Regions from separate parts of the Macaca mulatta genome. Here region 2 is linked to region 1. A link is a contact called in public Hi-C data. All regions are on one chromosome and are shown on one strand. Each heading gives the region's core, a stretch centred on a gene start, on an enhancer-like site or on the middle of the called end of the contact. The rest is flanking DNA. Distances are from core to core; before and after follow the strand shown.

Evidence for each region. Hi-C and Micro-C count contacts between places; a contact is called where the count stands out from the background.
Region 2: a contact with region 1 is called in a Hi-C map of fetal cortical plate, with 4 times the contacts expected there. The contact joins the enhancer-like site here to the promoter of GRIA1 in region 1. A contact is called at or near these places in 6 of 14 Hi-C or Micro-C datasets (blood, cortical neurons, fetal cortex germinal zone and 3 more).

Annotation. Positions count from the first base shown.
Region 1 is chr6:162,340,952-162,348,264 of T2T-MMU8v2.0, reverse strand. GRIA1 (glutamate ionotropic receptor AMPA type subunit 1) reads right to left here and starts at 1,347. Exons shown (of 16, transcript NM_001265785.2): 1 at 935-1,347. The coding sequence starts at 1,016.
Region 2 is chr6:162,823,584-162,831,184 of T2T-MMU8v2.0, reverse strand. No RefSeq gene overlaps it. Among named protein-coding and RNA genes, the nearest start is that of FAM114A2, 79 kb to the left of the region's middle. Within about 2 kb of position 4,979, at least 9 of the 40 cell types and tissues checked have an H3K27ac peak or open chromatin away from gene starts, as enhancers often do. A contact at or near this core is called in fetal cortical plate, where this site is marked.

The sequences.
Region 1 (7,313 bases), core at 98-2,597:
GCAATATCTGTCAGTTCCCTCAGAAATACAGGGAGGGTGGCGGGGCCTTTCAGAAGTGCAACAACTAAGAAGGGGAAATGGGGAACAAGAAAAGCAGGCAGCATGTTGCAACCTGCCTCTAAGTTGAGAGGATGGAGCCCAGTAACAAGGATAACGGACAGCCAACAGGAGGAGAAAGGAGCATGTGTACGTACGCGTGTGTGCTTGTGTGTGTAAAAGGTAGACCTCTGTGGACAGGAAATCTAAGAGGAGGGGCAAGGAAGGAACGGAGAAAAGGCAGGCTAGGAAGTTCCAGGATCGGGGGAGTGGAGACCACCAGCGCAGCATGGCAGACAGCAAAGGGAAGGCAGCTGGAGGAGTCCAGAGCAGGAGAGGGAGCCTACCCGCCTTGGAGTGGGGGCCTTCTGGCATTATTTCAGTGGCTGCAATATACCCAGCACCCCTCACTCCTTCTTCTAGAGGGTCTCTTTTCTGTCTCCTAGCAGAGAAAGCACTGCCTCCTTCAATTACATATATATGTGCATATGTAATATATAATCACACACGTGAAAACACACACACCATACATACTTACATTAAAAATGGAATCAAGCACCATCTACCAAGCAATACAGTTAACTCCTTAAACACCCACCACCCCTTTCAGCCTGATTTTTTTTTCCTCCAAAGCGATAGTTCCTCCATTTCACATGCTCTTGCCTGGAGTGCGAGTGGGATGTGTGTATGTGTGCGAACACTTCCCCTCTGCCCTCATCCGATCAGGAGAAGCCCCCTCCTCTGGCTGGCAGCCCAAGTCTCCCTTCTGTTACTGCAGCACAGCTTTAGGGAGCCAAGCACAACAGTCAGTATCGGGGAGGGGGTACACAACCCCTACGCCCCAGAAAATCCCTGGCCAGACCCAGAAAGTCCCTCCCCAGGCTGCCCCCTCACTCACCGATCTGGATATTGTTGGGGAAATTGGCACCTACTACCGCGCCTAGGAAACCGGTGCAGAAGAAGGCAAAAATGTGCTGCATATTCCTTTTTGCATTGGCGAAAAAGAAGCCCAGGTCCAATCATAGATTTGGTGTTTCTCCCCCCTTTCCCTTTATTCTTCTCGCTGTTCTGCCTGTTCTTTTCCTCCTGCTGTTCCTTCCTTGCTTGCTTCCTTCCTTCCTTCAGTGAGGTTTGTCTGTTTCCCTTGGAATCGGAGCACTTAAACTGCAGCGTTAACACCAACTGACAGCCAGATTAACTGAGCACGGGAAGAGAAGCCCGTCCTCATGCTAGCTGGAGCGCTGGCTCCCCCTCTCCTTCTCCTCTCCCCTCGCAGCCTGCCTCTCTCTCCCTCCCTTGCTCTCTCTCGCTCTCCCCCTCACACTCACACAGGCAGTAAGCTCTATGCTAATACCCACCGAGCCAGCTTGGAGTTCCACAGCCGACCTTCCTACTTATTCCCCCTGCCTTCCGTCCTCACCTTATCCTCCTTTCTGTGTGTGAAGAAAGGTTGGGGGGGCGGGGAGGTGACACGTGGCGCTTGGTCCTGGAAGGGGCAACCTCGCAGTCCTCTTTACCCTCCCCCGCCTTTCTGAGCTCTCTCTGCCCCCTCCCCCAGCCCCCAGGCTGAAGCTGCTGGGAATGTGGGTTCAGCTGTAAGTCAGTAGGTGGCAGGGGGTCCCCACAATAGTCCTCAATCCACCAGCTGCTTGATCTAGGTCACTTTTTCTAGGAGTCCACGGGCTGCGCTGGATATATCTCCTGCACTCCACTGGCCCAATTATTCCTACAACTAATTCCTGAGGGAAAGACCCTAGAAATCCCTCCTAGGAAATTTAAAGGGGAAAAAAAAGGCTTTCTCTCTCCTAATGGAAGGAATGACAGATAGACAAACAAGGGAGGATCTGGAGTGATTGGCAGGTATTTTGACCAGATATTTGATAGTCCCTGTCTACCTTTACAAGTGAAATGGTGGTCTCTTTTCAATCCTAGGCATTTAAAATGGGCCCCTTTCTCCCTTTCCCTGCATTCCACAGGAGTCTATAGCATCAGAATCGTGTGGGTGTACAATAAAGACTAAGGATACTTACACAGAGCAATTACATGAGTCATTTTGCAGGGATTCTAGTGAGAGGATTCAAGCTTCTTTCAGTTCTCTCTGGATGCTGGTCGTGTCTGGTGTAAGCTGGAACTTCATAGACTCTCCTGGACCAGGGTTTCTGCTGAAATAACCTGTAGAGAGATCAACTGTGTTTGGGAGAACAGTGTTAAATGCAAAGCAGCAGCCACTAGCAGCCACAGAATACAGTTTTTGAAGGAACTTTACAGTTTTTTTATCCATCTATCTTCACTCCAATCCTGCAAAGTGGCCATGAGCCCTGTTTTACAGATGAAAAAGATAAGGCTTCTGGGATTAAGTCATAAAGACACAGACCTACTAAGATGTATAGTACAGCCTACACACTTGAGTGCTATGGCCATTACCAGTTGACTTACCGCCCTGGCCAGGTCTCCGGTCCAACAGGAGATGATCCGGGAAAAGGAAAGTCAACCTTGTCTTTAGTAAGAAAGAAATAATAGACTTCGGTCTCCATTTTGCTTTGCCATATGAATAGGCCATTTTATCCAGAGACTCTTCACTTCCCTCACCAAGACTGTATATCATGTGGACTTGAGTGACAGCTACAAGGACTGGAATGTGTAAAAAAATATCTGACCACATACAATGAAGCCCCAAAATAGGAACAACCTGGAGGTCAAATGCTTTGTGATTTCCTATGTACTTTCAGATATATTAATTAATTAGCTAAAATAATTTTTAAGGCTAATGTTTATTCACTATTTTGAATGTGCCAGGTAACATGCTAAGCAATGCATCTGCATTATTTCTTTGTACAATACCTGTGTAAGTAGCCTCATGCCCATTTTATAGATAAAGAAACAGAGGTCTAAAAATTCACCTGAAGTTTTCACTGCTAATGAAATAGATTGGTCATTTAAACACAGTAAACACCACCATCAGGCCCCAGCTCTTAATTCTTAGGCTCTAACAGCAGCAAGCACTGGGTGGGAACCTTCTAAAGGTAGAATCAGCATCAGCATAGGAAGATGAGAGAACAGAATCAGGAAAGATCACTTCTAAGGTCTCAGCCAACATTAAGAGTCAGTGATTTAATGATTCCATCTTTTAATTTCTCCATTTGCATTTTTTGTATCTTACTATTTGGAATAGTACCTGGGGATCTTTTAGGTTCCTTAAGCTTTGTGCCTGGTAATAATAATTATCAGGCTGTCACTAAAGGCTTTACACCTCGCAGTCACCTTTTAGAGGAAGTTCTTTAGGCCCTTCACAAGCGAAACCTCAAGGCCCCCATCCCCCCGTATTAGGTAAGAATTGTTTTGCATACTTTGTAGGAGGGGACTTTTAATGTAGTTAAAAATATAAATTTTCCATGGTCATTATAACTCATGTAGTCAAGCAGATCTTCCTAAAACAGAGGTCTACATCACTGCCCTGCTCAAGTATGGTCAATAGCTCCCCTCAGTCTATTAAATACATAGTTGTTCACTGATTAAATACAGAAGTTACATATTTCAAGTGTAGGCATCTAGGTCAAACTACATTAGGTTCAACTGTTTATGCCATGTTTCTTTATAATTTTCTTCATTTCAAATGTTGGTGGGGAACCTATTCTGTATCTCACAGGGTGCTAGGTGCTGGGTGATATGAAGAGGAATCAGACACAGTCTCTGCATCAAGGCAGGTGAATGAGGCAGAAGAAGAAGACAGATGAACCTGGACAACTTTCATCCAGAAAGACCATGACCAGTGCTCTAAAAGATGTAAACACAACAGTGGGAGAACAAAGAAGGATGCAACCAGTGTGTCTGTCTGTGGGGATCCAGCCAGGCTTCAAAAGAGCTGAGCTGTGAAGGATGAGGAAATTATAGGCAGTAACTGAGGACTGGGAAGGACATGCAAACCAAGGAAAGAGCCCCAGCAAGGGCTGGAGGCAGGAAAGAACACCACGTGTTCTGTAAGCCTGGAGCCGGCAGTGCATAACTGGGAAGAGTATACTGGGAAACATGGAACTTAGAAGAGGTCAGCATCAGGATTTGGAACCCACTGAATTCCTGGCAGCCCATGGTGAGCCATGGGGCATTTTTAGTATGCTAGTTCGAATAGCAGGCATGTGCATGAGAAAGAAAAGATTGACCACTGGTAGAAGGTGATTTTCTCATTTCCTCATCCTCAAAGGTTAGAAGTACCTATCGAACAGCTTTGTTTCCCTTTGACATCATCCTTTATTAGCTCATCATGCTGTCTCTCCTTAGAGTCCCCAATCCTATTTGCCATTCCCAGTATCAGTTTTAAGAGTGGCTAGATGATTAGCTTAAGGCAGTGGTTCTCAACTGGCAGCAATTTTCTCCCCCAGGGGATATTCGGCAAAAATGTCCAGAGATGTTTTTGGTTCTCACAACTATGGAAGTGTACCCCTGGAATCTCATGGGTGAAGGCCAGGAATGTCACTAAACATCTACAATTCACAGAGCATCCGCCCCACAAAAAAGAATTATCTGGTTCCAAATATAAATAGCATTGAGGCTAACAAACCTTCCTTAAGGGGACTAGTGATTGGTATGCCAGGGACTAGGCACCAGGACCCTGCAGCCTCCCTCCCATTATATTACACTGAAGAAAAATTAAGTTGATCATCTTTTAAGACTTTTCACATTTTAAAGTGGAGTATCTGAAGATGGGTGCTCATTAAAGTCCAGCAGTTAAGCATCTAACGGAGGAACTCCAGGCAGCTGACATCCCATTGGAAAAGCCCTCGAAATGCTGCTCAAATTGTGCTCTAGAGACAGCATGGCACCTACTCCTCAAATTAATTATGACCCATCCCAGCTCATATTTTTGGCATACTTTAAGTCCTCTTACCATGTAGCCAAAACAGTCTAAGATTTACTTATTTTGGCTTTGTTTTGACACTGCAAATCAAGGAGAATGGTGTTGGACAGAGATTACAAATGCAAATGCTTCCTTGAGCCAGGCAGGGAAATGAATGAAATGAGCCAAGTTGAGGAGAACGGGGAAGACAAACAGAACTAGAGAGACTGCTCCCTGTTAAAGGTGGCCACAGGGACTTAATAGCAGCATATTATTACCATGAGGAATTGTAGGCCTAGGGTGGCTAGATCCTAGGATTCTTTTTTCAAGGAAAAGTAGAAATATGGAATATATATATATGTATTCCATATATATGGAATATGGAATATAGTGACATCCCTGAAATATGGAAAAATATATATATATATTAGGTGTACCTTATTGCAAGCTTAGGGAAAAAAGGGGTAGGGTAAGACTAGTGCCTCTGAGCTTGATCTGACTGACAGGCCACAGAGTACCAGCAGAAGCCCGGAGACAAGAGTCCAACTACTTCTCATGCCCAGTGTCAATCTAGAGGCCAAGTCCATTTCCTCTACAAGGCTGTTTCCTCATCTATTAAATGACAAGATTAGATGTGGTGATGGCTACAGGCCCTTCTGGTTCTGACACTCTGTAACTCCATTTGACAGCAGGGGCTGGGGTAAAGAAGAGAAAGGACATGTGTCAGGTCTGGGGAGGCCCTTTCTCTCCTCTACCTCCTATTACCTGTGACAGTGGTATTGGCAAGTTCCTTCCCTTCTTGGACTAGTGTCTCCATCTGCAAAATATGGGTGTTTCACCAAGGTTTCTTCTGGCTTTAACATTTTAGGTTTCTAGTGTAAAGCAATGCAAGGGGGGGACCATCAAATTTATGATCTGAGAACAGACTGCTGACAGCTAAACAATTGGCAAAAACGCGATCTGAGAGAGGGTGCCTCTGTGGCTTTAGGAAGGCCTAATTTTTAAAGATGTTTAAAATAATAATAATAATAACAATATTTTTCATGTTTTCTAGCACAATTCATACAGAAGGCTCCCAAAATAATCCACAGACTGTGTGTGTGGCAAGAACACACCCCAAAGAATGTAATTACCCACCCTGGAGTTCTGCCAGGTTTAACAGCATTTTCTATCTGCTTTTTTTTTTCTTCTTCTTTCAGTCTTCCCTCCCCTTCTCACACAAATGACAGCATTTTCATAAGCCCTCAGCATTACTAGGTAATTAGGGAGCCGTGCAAATTCTGGAAAACACCCTGGGGCAGGATCGATGCCTGAAAAAAAAAAAAAAAAAGGTCTATTCCACGGGGAAGCGCCTACGCAGCACCATTGTTACTGGTAGAAATTGGAGGTACTGACTATTCCTCTAAATCAGCAATGCCTTCAGAGAGGCCACCTGGGGCCACAGTCGCACGGGCGGGCGGCCACCATGCAGTATTGGCACCAGCTCTCTCTCTCACGAGAGGTCCTGCAGCTCATCTGGCCCTGGTCTAGGAGACAAGAGAGCTAGACCTTCACTGCCATCCTCCCCAGATGGGTGGTTCTGGATGAGCAATTAACCCCTTTGTCTTGGTGTCTTCATCTGGGAAGTGGGGATAATGAGAGGGTATACCTTGCGGGGCTAGAGAGGGCATTAATGACATGCTCCATGTGAAGGACCTGGTGAATCTCCAAACACTCGGAAAGGACTCTGCCAGCCGTTCCTGTAAAGAGTGAAATGTCATTATTTTTGTTTTGAGTCCAGAGTCATCCTGGCATTAGAGTCCTTCCATGTGGTTCCAATCCCCTTCAGAAAGCTTCTCCTATAGCTCGGTGTGCCAGTCTTCTATTAAGCCTATGTCACTTCCCCCACCCTCAAAATATCTGCCCATCAGGAATACACAAACTTCTGCTGCTGCTGCTCCTCAATCTGGTCCTTCCCTCATCCCTCCAATCTCCCTACAAGACACCTTCACTCACCCGGTTGTCAAGCTAAGCTAAGAACTCCACCTCACACCCATCAGCAAACTCTATGGGCTGTACTTTAACAATATAGAACCCAACCACTTTCCACCGTCGCTCTACTCCAGGTCACTCATTCTACCCATATCTCTCAATCTTTATCAACTCCTTATTTCTACTCCTTTCGTGCCCCCTCACCAGCAACATAATTTGCTCTCTGTATAGCCGCCAGAGTGAAATTTTTAAAAAGAAAAGTCAGACATTTTTACGCTCCGGCTCTAAAATATCCCAGAACTTCATATCATATTTAGAGTAAAGTCTGAAATCTGGCAGCTGGCTGCCTCTTTCACTGGTATCCTGTACCCCTCCTCCCTGGCATCCTCTGTTGCAGTCACACTGGCCTGCCTGTTGCCCATTGGACACACTAATCACCATCTTGTCCCAAGACCATTGCACTTGCTCATCTTTC
Region 2 (7,601 bases), core at 3,730-6,229, 480 kb before region 1:
GAGAATTGTATTCAGCACACACATTTCACCACAGGCTCTGTTCTTGCAGATCACCTCTCAAAATTAGTTCCTTTTTCATGAAAGTTTCTTTGAGAAAGCACTGTCTGAACCCGTTAGATAACCAAGTCAGCACTGCCCACAATCGTTCAGGGTTTTTAGGGCTCCCTGAGGATGGATACCTGGCTCCCCTTCACTGGCATTTGGTGGGCTTGCCTGCTGCTGGTGTCTCAGGTAGACAAGTCTGACCGACCCAAGCCACCCGCATGCTGTGGCTTGGATGGCTTGTCGCCAACCAGCTGCTTTTACACGGTCAGGTCCATGGAGCTTGTCCTTGCTTGACTTCCCTGACTCACTCAATGACTCACTCATTGCTTTAGAAACTGTTACTAGCACCTACAAGGTGCTAGACCCCTGAGGGATCCCCGAGGGAATCAGAACCTACTCCTAGACTGGGATCTGTTTGGGTGGACAAGATGAAGACACAGGGAAGGGGGAGAGGACAAAGGGAGGATGCAACCACAGAGAAGGGAAAGCTCATTTCCAGCGGTGGGGATGGGGGGAAAGGTTGGATGCTGGCGGGGGTCGGGGAGGGGGGTGCGTCACCGAGGAAAGGTCTACTCACAGCTGGGTTTGGGAGGGTGACAAGTGGTAACAGGTAGAGCTTGTGGCTGAGAGTGGGCAGGACTCTCCAGGGCAGTGGCAGCAGGTGAGCCCTTGGCAGGTGCCTTGGCCCCCTTGGCCCCTCTGCAGTGGTGGAGAGTGGTGGAGCCTATGGCAGCTGCTGAGATTCTCAGAGCTTGGATGTGCCCACTCATTTGACCATCAGGACCCAAGGGAGGAAGTGCCCTTCTGTGCTCTCCTCCTCCATGGCCACTCTGCAAACTGGTGAGGGAGGAGGCGTCTGGGAATCCAGGAGGCGGGAGGGGGCGGGGGTGGGGGGCTGTCCGTCCTCACCATACCCTCAACTGCAGAGGGAGGGACTCACAGCCCTCTGTTGAATGAACAGGTGTTCACTCCTGCTCTGAGCCCTTTTCTCCCTGCTCTGCTTTCTTTTTATCCAGCGCCTGGTTTTGGCATCTATCCATGGATCTACTGAAAGGTGAGCTACTCTAGACATTATTTTATTTTCACATGAAGCTCTTGAAGATCAAAAAAAACCGTGAAGATCCACAAGCCGCTTTTCACACAATCAAGAGTCCTGGAATGTCAGAGTTCAATGAGCGTTGAGAGGGTGCATTGACATGCAGAATGGTGGCTTCTCAGGCCCCGTAACAAACAGAGGGTGAACCAGGAGTGGAGGCAGCCTTCTATGCAAACATTTCTAGGCAATGTTGTAAATAATACAATTGTGTATCAGAAAGAACACAGATTCTGAAATCCAGCTTGCTTCATGTTCCAGTCTCACTTACGGACTGTGTGAGCTTGGTTAGGATTTTCTCAAGCCTTTGATTCTGTCTCTGTAGAATGATGATGTTGTTGTCTATCTAAAAAGATGGTTGTTTTAAATGAGATAAAGTGGATGAAGGTGCTATGTGAATTAACACGCTGCTTGAGGGAAACGACCCTCTCATCTGGTGTTTTGGACCTAGAGCCTTCTGACCACACGTTCTCAAGGATTTTTAGTTTCTTGCTTGCTCCACATTCTTTCTCATGTTGCTCTGAAACCTGCCTCCCGGTCACACCCCCACCCTCTCCTACACTGGGTTTTAATATTTTCTTCCTGAGCCTTTCTCTGATACCATAGCCTTCCAGATAACCTTAAGTGAGCCACATAAGCTCTCTGAGGTCTGGTTTCCACATCTGTAAGACAGGCTTACTCTTTGTTCTCAACTATTTGTTGAGATTTTGCAGATGAAATGAGATAATATATACACATGTACATCATGCACAGGTGACCCTTCACCACCCGAGTTAGAACTGTGCGGGTCCACTTCCACTCAGATGTTCTTTCACCTCCGATACTTCTTAGACAGCAAGACCAGTCCCTCTTCCTCCTTTTCCTCCTCCTCCTCAGCCTACTCAATGTGAAGATGTGGATGAAGACTTTTATGATGATCCACTTCCACATAATAAATAGTAAATACTGTTTTCTTCCTCAGCTCACTTTAGAGTAAGAGTACAGTATATAATACATGTAACACATAAAAATATGCATTAGTTGGCCAGGCATGGTGGCTCACGCCTGTAATCTCAGCACTTTGGGAGGCCAAGGCGGTTGGATCATGAGGTCAGGAGTTCGAGACCAGCCTGACCAACATAGCGAAATCCCGTCTGTACTAAAAATGCAAAAATTATCTGAGTGTGGTGGCACATGCCTGTAGTCCCAGCTACTTGGGAGGTTGAGGCAGGAGAATCGCTTGAACCCAGCAGACAGAGGTTGCAGAGAGCCGAGATCGTGCCAGTGCACTCCAGCCTGGGTGACAGAGAGAGACTCCATCAAAAAAACCCAAAAAAACAAAAAATGTATTAATTGACTGTTTATGTTATCCGTACGACTTCCAGTGAACAGTAGGGTATTAGTAGTTAAGTTTTGGGAGGAGTCAAAAGTTAGAGATTTTTGACTGTTTCTGGGGTTGGCTCCCTAAACTCCACGATGTTCAAGGGTTAACTGCACTGCAAATAACGTACATGAATAGAAGGCATATAATACAGGTATATGTGTTTCATAGCACAGCGCCAGGTAGGGCTGCTCATTAAATAGCTTGTATTTCTGATTCCATTTCCCTGCTCACACAAGTCGATATTATTTTTCACTGGGGGGATTGGAGAAGGTTTCCTGGAGCAGGTGAGAATTCAGCTGGGCTTTGAAGGACTGGAGAACGTTCACAAGTATGGAAGAATGGGGGTGTGATTGGGTGTGGTGAGGGGAGGTTTGGAACAGAAAAATAAGTGGGAAGTCTCGGGTTTGTTTAGGGAGTCAAGAAGAGGCCATTTTGGTTTGAGCTGTTGGTTCACTGGGGGAACCAGAAAGACATACATTTGAAAGAATAGACTGCAGTCCTGGAATTAGAAAATAGAGAGTTGGAAGTGACCCAGGGGGTCACTGGCCCAATCTTTTACCTGTAGCAGGAATGAATATGCACGATGTGGCAGTAATGATAGCCTAGTCTGAGACTCAACTCTGCTCTGTGTTCTTGGATAAATTACATGTCATTTCTGATCTGGATTTCTCCTCTGTGTGACAGAAATAATCCTTGACCAGCCTCCTCTGTTATTGTCATGAAACTTTAGGGAGGTTTGGGCTGAGGATTCATTAAGAAGTTCGGCAAGGGACTCCTTTCTCTTCTCCGAGCCTTGATTTTACTGTACACACACACACATACAAAACAAAAACCCCATCTGCCTCCAGGGTGTAGAGGTTGTGAATGTAGCCAGGTTACAGGCACCCAGGAGGGGAGAGGAAGGCAACCTGGGAGGGCCCTAGGGCAGTGGAGGGGCTGCGATTCTAGGCACAGCCATGATTCTTTCCCACTCTGCCCACTGGCTTCTACTGTGGGCACAGCTGGAATTCTCTCCTTGCTGCCTGCCTCTTCTTCTTGCTGGGATGGGTCACACAGTGCATGGGTGACCAGCTCCTGATCATCCATCCCTGCACAGCCAGCCCCTGGATGCCCTGAAGGAGCTATGCCAGCTTCCCCTCTTCTCCCCATCATCTCCCTCCATCTCCACCCTGACTTTGGTGGCTTCATCTCTCCTAAGCTCATTCTCAAGGAGAGAGCCCATGAGGGCAAGTGCCCTATTATTCTGGACACTCCTGCTTTTTCATGTCAGCATTAGCATCACAGTTTCCAAAGCACCCTCCCTGTGGAGAAGCATGCCAGGCAGGACTCCTGGTCACACTTAGTGGGTGGGAAAATGGAGACAGAGAGGCCGACGGAATGCCCCTGGGAGAGCCAAAGCTAGACTCCTAGTCTGGTGCTCTGACACGACTCTGGAGGCCCTCAAACTTGGAGGGGCATAAGGATTGGGAGTTTGCTACAACACAGACACCTAGGCTGTCATCCCCAGAGAGCTGATCCACAGCAATATCAGGGGAGCCTGAGCATTTGTGTTTTTGATAGGCACTTGGGGATGGTGACATAAATTAGTTTGAGGACCCCTGCAAGGTACTTCACCTTAGAGATCCCAGGAATGAGGTGAAGACATCCAGAGGGAAAAATAACCTTTACGGAGTCACCAACTCTGTCAGGCACTTTATGTGCAGTTTCACCGTAGAATGAGACACTATTATTTCCGTTTCATACATAAGCAAACTGAGACATGGGGAGGTCTCAGTCTCACAGCTGATAAGTAGAAAAGCTGAGATTTGAACTTGGGTCTCTTAGCTCCACAGCAGCCTAAATTCCTTCTACCTAAACCTTTCCAATGCAAACATCCCTAGACCCCTTCATCCTCATATCTAAGGCTTCCACCTGTCTTTTCTCTCTGGGGTTAAACATTGCTTTCAGATCCCCCAGCCAGTGGGAAAGGTCTCTTTTCTTTGCAATGCTCCTCTCCAGCCAGCAGGTGTCAGCCCTGGACTGAGTATGTGGATAAGGGGCGTGCAAAGCTAATGGGAGGAACATAATCTTTTGTTTTCCGCTCCTGGTTTTACAGCCCCTCTCTCCCTCCCAAATTCTATCTATCCTGTTAGGCATGCTTTTGCTGAGCTGGTGCTGTTTGTTACCTCACAATCTTCCAGGTTGGGATGCCCCAGGAATTCCGAATCCCCTAGAGCCATCGGCGTAGACTTGGAAGTAAGCTGCAGCTGTAGTTTACATTTGCCAAGTATATGCTTGGCACCCTGTTCCGAGCTTTCTATGCTTTACCTTGTTCAGTCCTCCCCATCCCCACAAACCTCTCTGGGTTAGGTGCTAGCAATTCACCCATTTTCTCAGAAGAGGAAACTGGAGCTTTCAGAGGCTAAGAAAGTTGGCTGAGGTCAAGTTGCTGGGTAGGTAGCAGAGCCAGGCTTGAAGCTAGAAGCTCTGGCTACAGAGCTGCGGCAGCGCATGACCATTACACTGAGGAAACTGACGTCTGGGCAAGGAAGGGACTTACTCCTGTGGAACCAGTGCCAGCATGAGAACCCAGGCCTGGTTGTAATTCTGGGCCTTCTCTAATTCTTGCCCTTGCCCAGCTGTGGATGAGGGCTTGGGCAGCGGGGAGTCCCTGAGGAGGCTCCCCACCTCCTCACCCTCCCCAGGCACCAGCACATCGACCAGACAAAGGATAATTGCTGCATGCTGTGCTCAGAGCCAAGCTGAAGGCGGCAGGGTCTCGACACCCCTTCATGCCCAGGGAGTGTGGCATCGCAGAGCAGGGACCTTGTCTGTCCTGTCACCATGCATCGCCAGCTCCTTGCAGGGTCTGGCATGGAGGTGGTGCTCAGTTAATATTTATGAGTATGTGGACATTCCACCTCTTTGGCTATCTCCCCAGGCCCTGCTCCAGGCTTGCCGCAGGAGAGCATTCCTGGCCCTGAGCCAGCACATTCCTCCTCTTTGGGGCCCTCTAGCCTTGCTGGGGGGCAACTCATTTGGTTTCTTAGCATGAACTGCTTGTTCTCCAACTTTCCAGATGGGTCTTTTATCTATCCTGCCTCCACTCTAGACCGCAAGACCTTAGGGGGCAACCTCTCAGATCGCCTTATATGCTGCCTGGTGTCTAGCACAAGATGGAATATAACGTAAGGTATTTATGAAAAACTATAATCCACTATTTTATCCAAGCAGTACACATTCATTGTTGCAAAATGGAAAATAAGCCGAGGGAGGAAAATTAAAATCATTCCCATGATAATAGGATCCTTTCCTTCTATGATATTTTAATGGAATTGATTTTTTTCCCTTTCTCTTTTTATTGTATAAGAAATACATCTCTTGTACAAGTGTAAAAATTACAGGTAAGCATAAGCAAAAATTTTTTAATTTATTGGGAATACCACTTTCTAAACCTGTTAATAATTCCATTAACAATTGTAATGGTAATAACCACCTCTATTTGTTGAGGGCCTACTATTTAATAGCAGTTTTACATGATTTTTTAGAAGTTTATTGAGGTGTAATTTCTATGTATAAAGTCCATCCATTTTAATTCCTTAATCATTTCAATTCACAGATTTTTTTAGTGAGTTTAAAAAGTTGTGCAACCATCAGCATAGTCCAGTTTTAGAATATTTCTATCATCCTAGTAAAACCCCTTAGGCTCATTTACAGTTAATCTCAGTTCCTACGCTCAGCCCCAGGGGGCCATTAATCTATTTTCTGTCTCTGCAGTTTTGCCATTTCTGGACATTTCATATAAATGGAATAACACACTAGATGGTTCTTTGTGTTTGACCTGTACACTGATGATTTTAGGTTCAGCCTGTCATTTACAGGCGAGGAAACTGAGGCTTAGTGAGGGCAAGTGATTGCTGGAAACAGCTACACAGGGAGAGAGTGGGGCTTCCTGGATTCAGCTGAGGTCTGTCTGACTCTCAAGTGTACACTTGTAGCCACCCTCCTCCATCACCTGTCACAGTACATTACTTTTTATGTTCTAGCTGTTGCAATTATATGTTCATATATATATATTTTTTTCTCCCAAAGGAATCAAACTGTTATACATTCTTTTGCCACTTCTTTTTCATTCAATAATAGATTGATAATAATAACAATGAGTAAGATGTCTCCATGTGAATTAATATACATCTGCAATACCTAGAGTAGATTTTTGATAAGTACAAGGTGGCAGTTAGGGGTATGGGCTTTGGAACCAGATGGACCGAATTTAGATACCAATTCCGTCACTTATCAGGCATGTGCTGTAGACAGAATGTTTGTGCCCCCAAAATCCATGTAGTAAAACTGAATCCCCAGTGTGAGAGTACTTGTGGGGTTTTGGGTAGGTAATTGGTTTACGAGGGCCGAGCCCTCATGGATGGGATGAAAACTCTTATAAAAGAGGCTCCAGAGAGATCCCTCCTGTCTTCCCTTTCTCATGTGAAGACACAGCAAGAAGTCGGGTGTCTATGAATCAGGAAACTGGCCTTCACGACACACTGAATTTGCTGATGCCTTGGTCTTGGACTTCTCAGCCTCGAGAACTGTGAGAAAGAAATCTCTGTTGTTGATGCTGGTGAGGATGTGGAGAAATAGGAATGCTTTTACACTGTTGTTGGGAGTGTAAATTAGTTCAACCATTGTGGAAGACAGTGTGGCGATTCCTCAAGGATCTAGAACCAGAAATACCATTTGACCCAGCAATCCCATTACTGGGTGTATACCTAAAAGATTTTAAATCATTCTGCTATAAAGACACATGCACACGTATGTTTATTGCAGCACTATTTACAGTAGCAAAGACTTGGAACCAACCCAAATGCCCATCAATGATAGACTGGATAAAGAATATGTGGCATATATACACCATGGAATACTATGCAGCCATTAAAAAAAAAAAAAATGAGTTCATGTCCTTTGCAGGGACATTGATGAAGCTGGAAGCCATCATTCTCAGCAAACTAACACAGGAACAGAAAACTAAACACCACGTGTTCTCATTCATAAGTGGGAGCTGAGCAGTGAGAACACATGGACACAGGGAGAGGAACATCACACACCAGGCCTGTTAGGGGG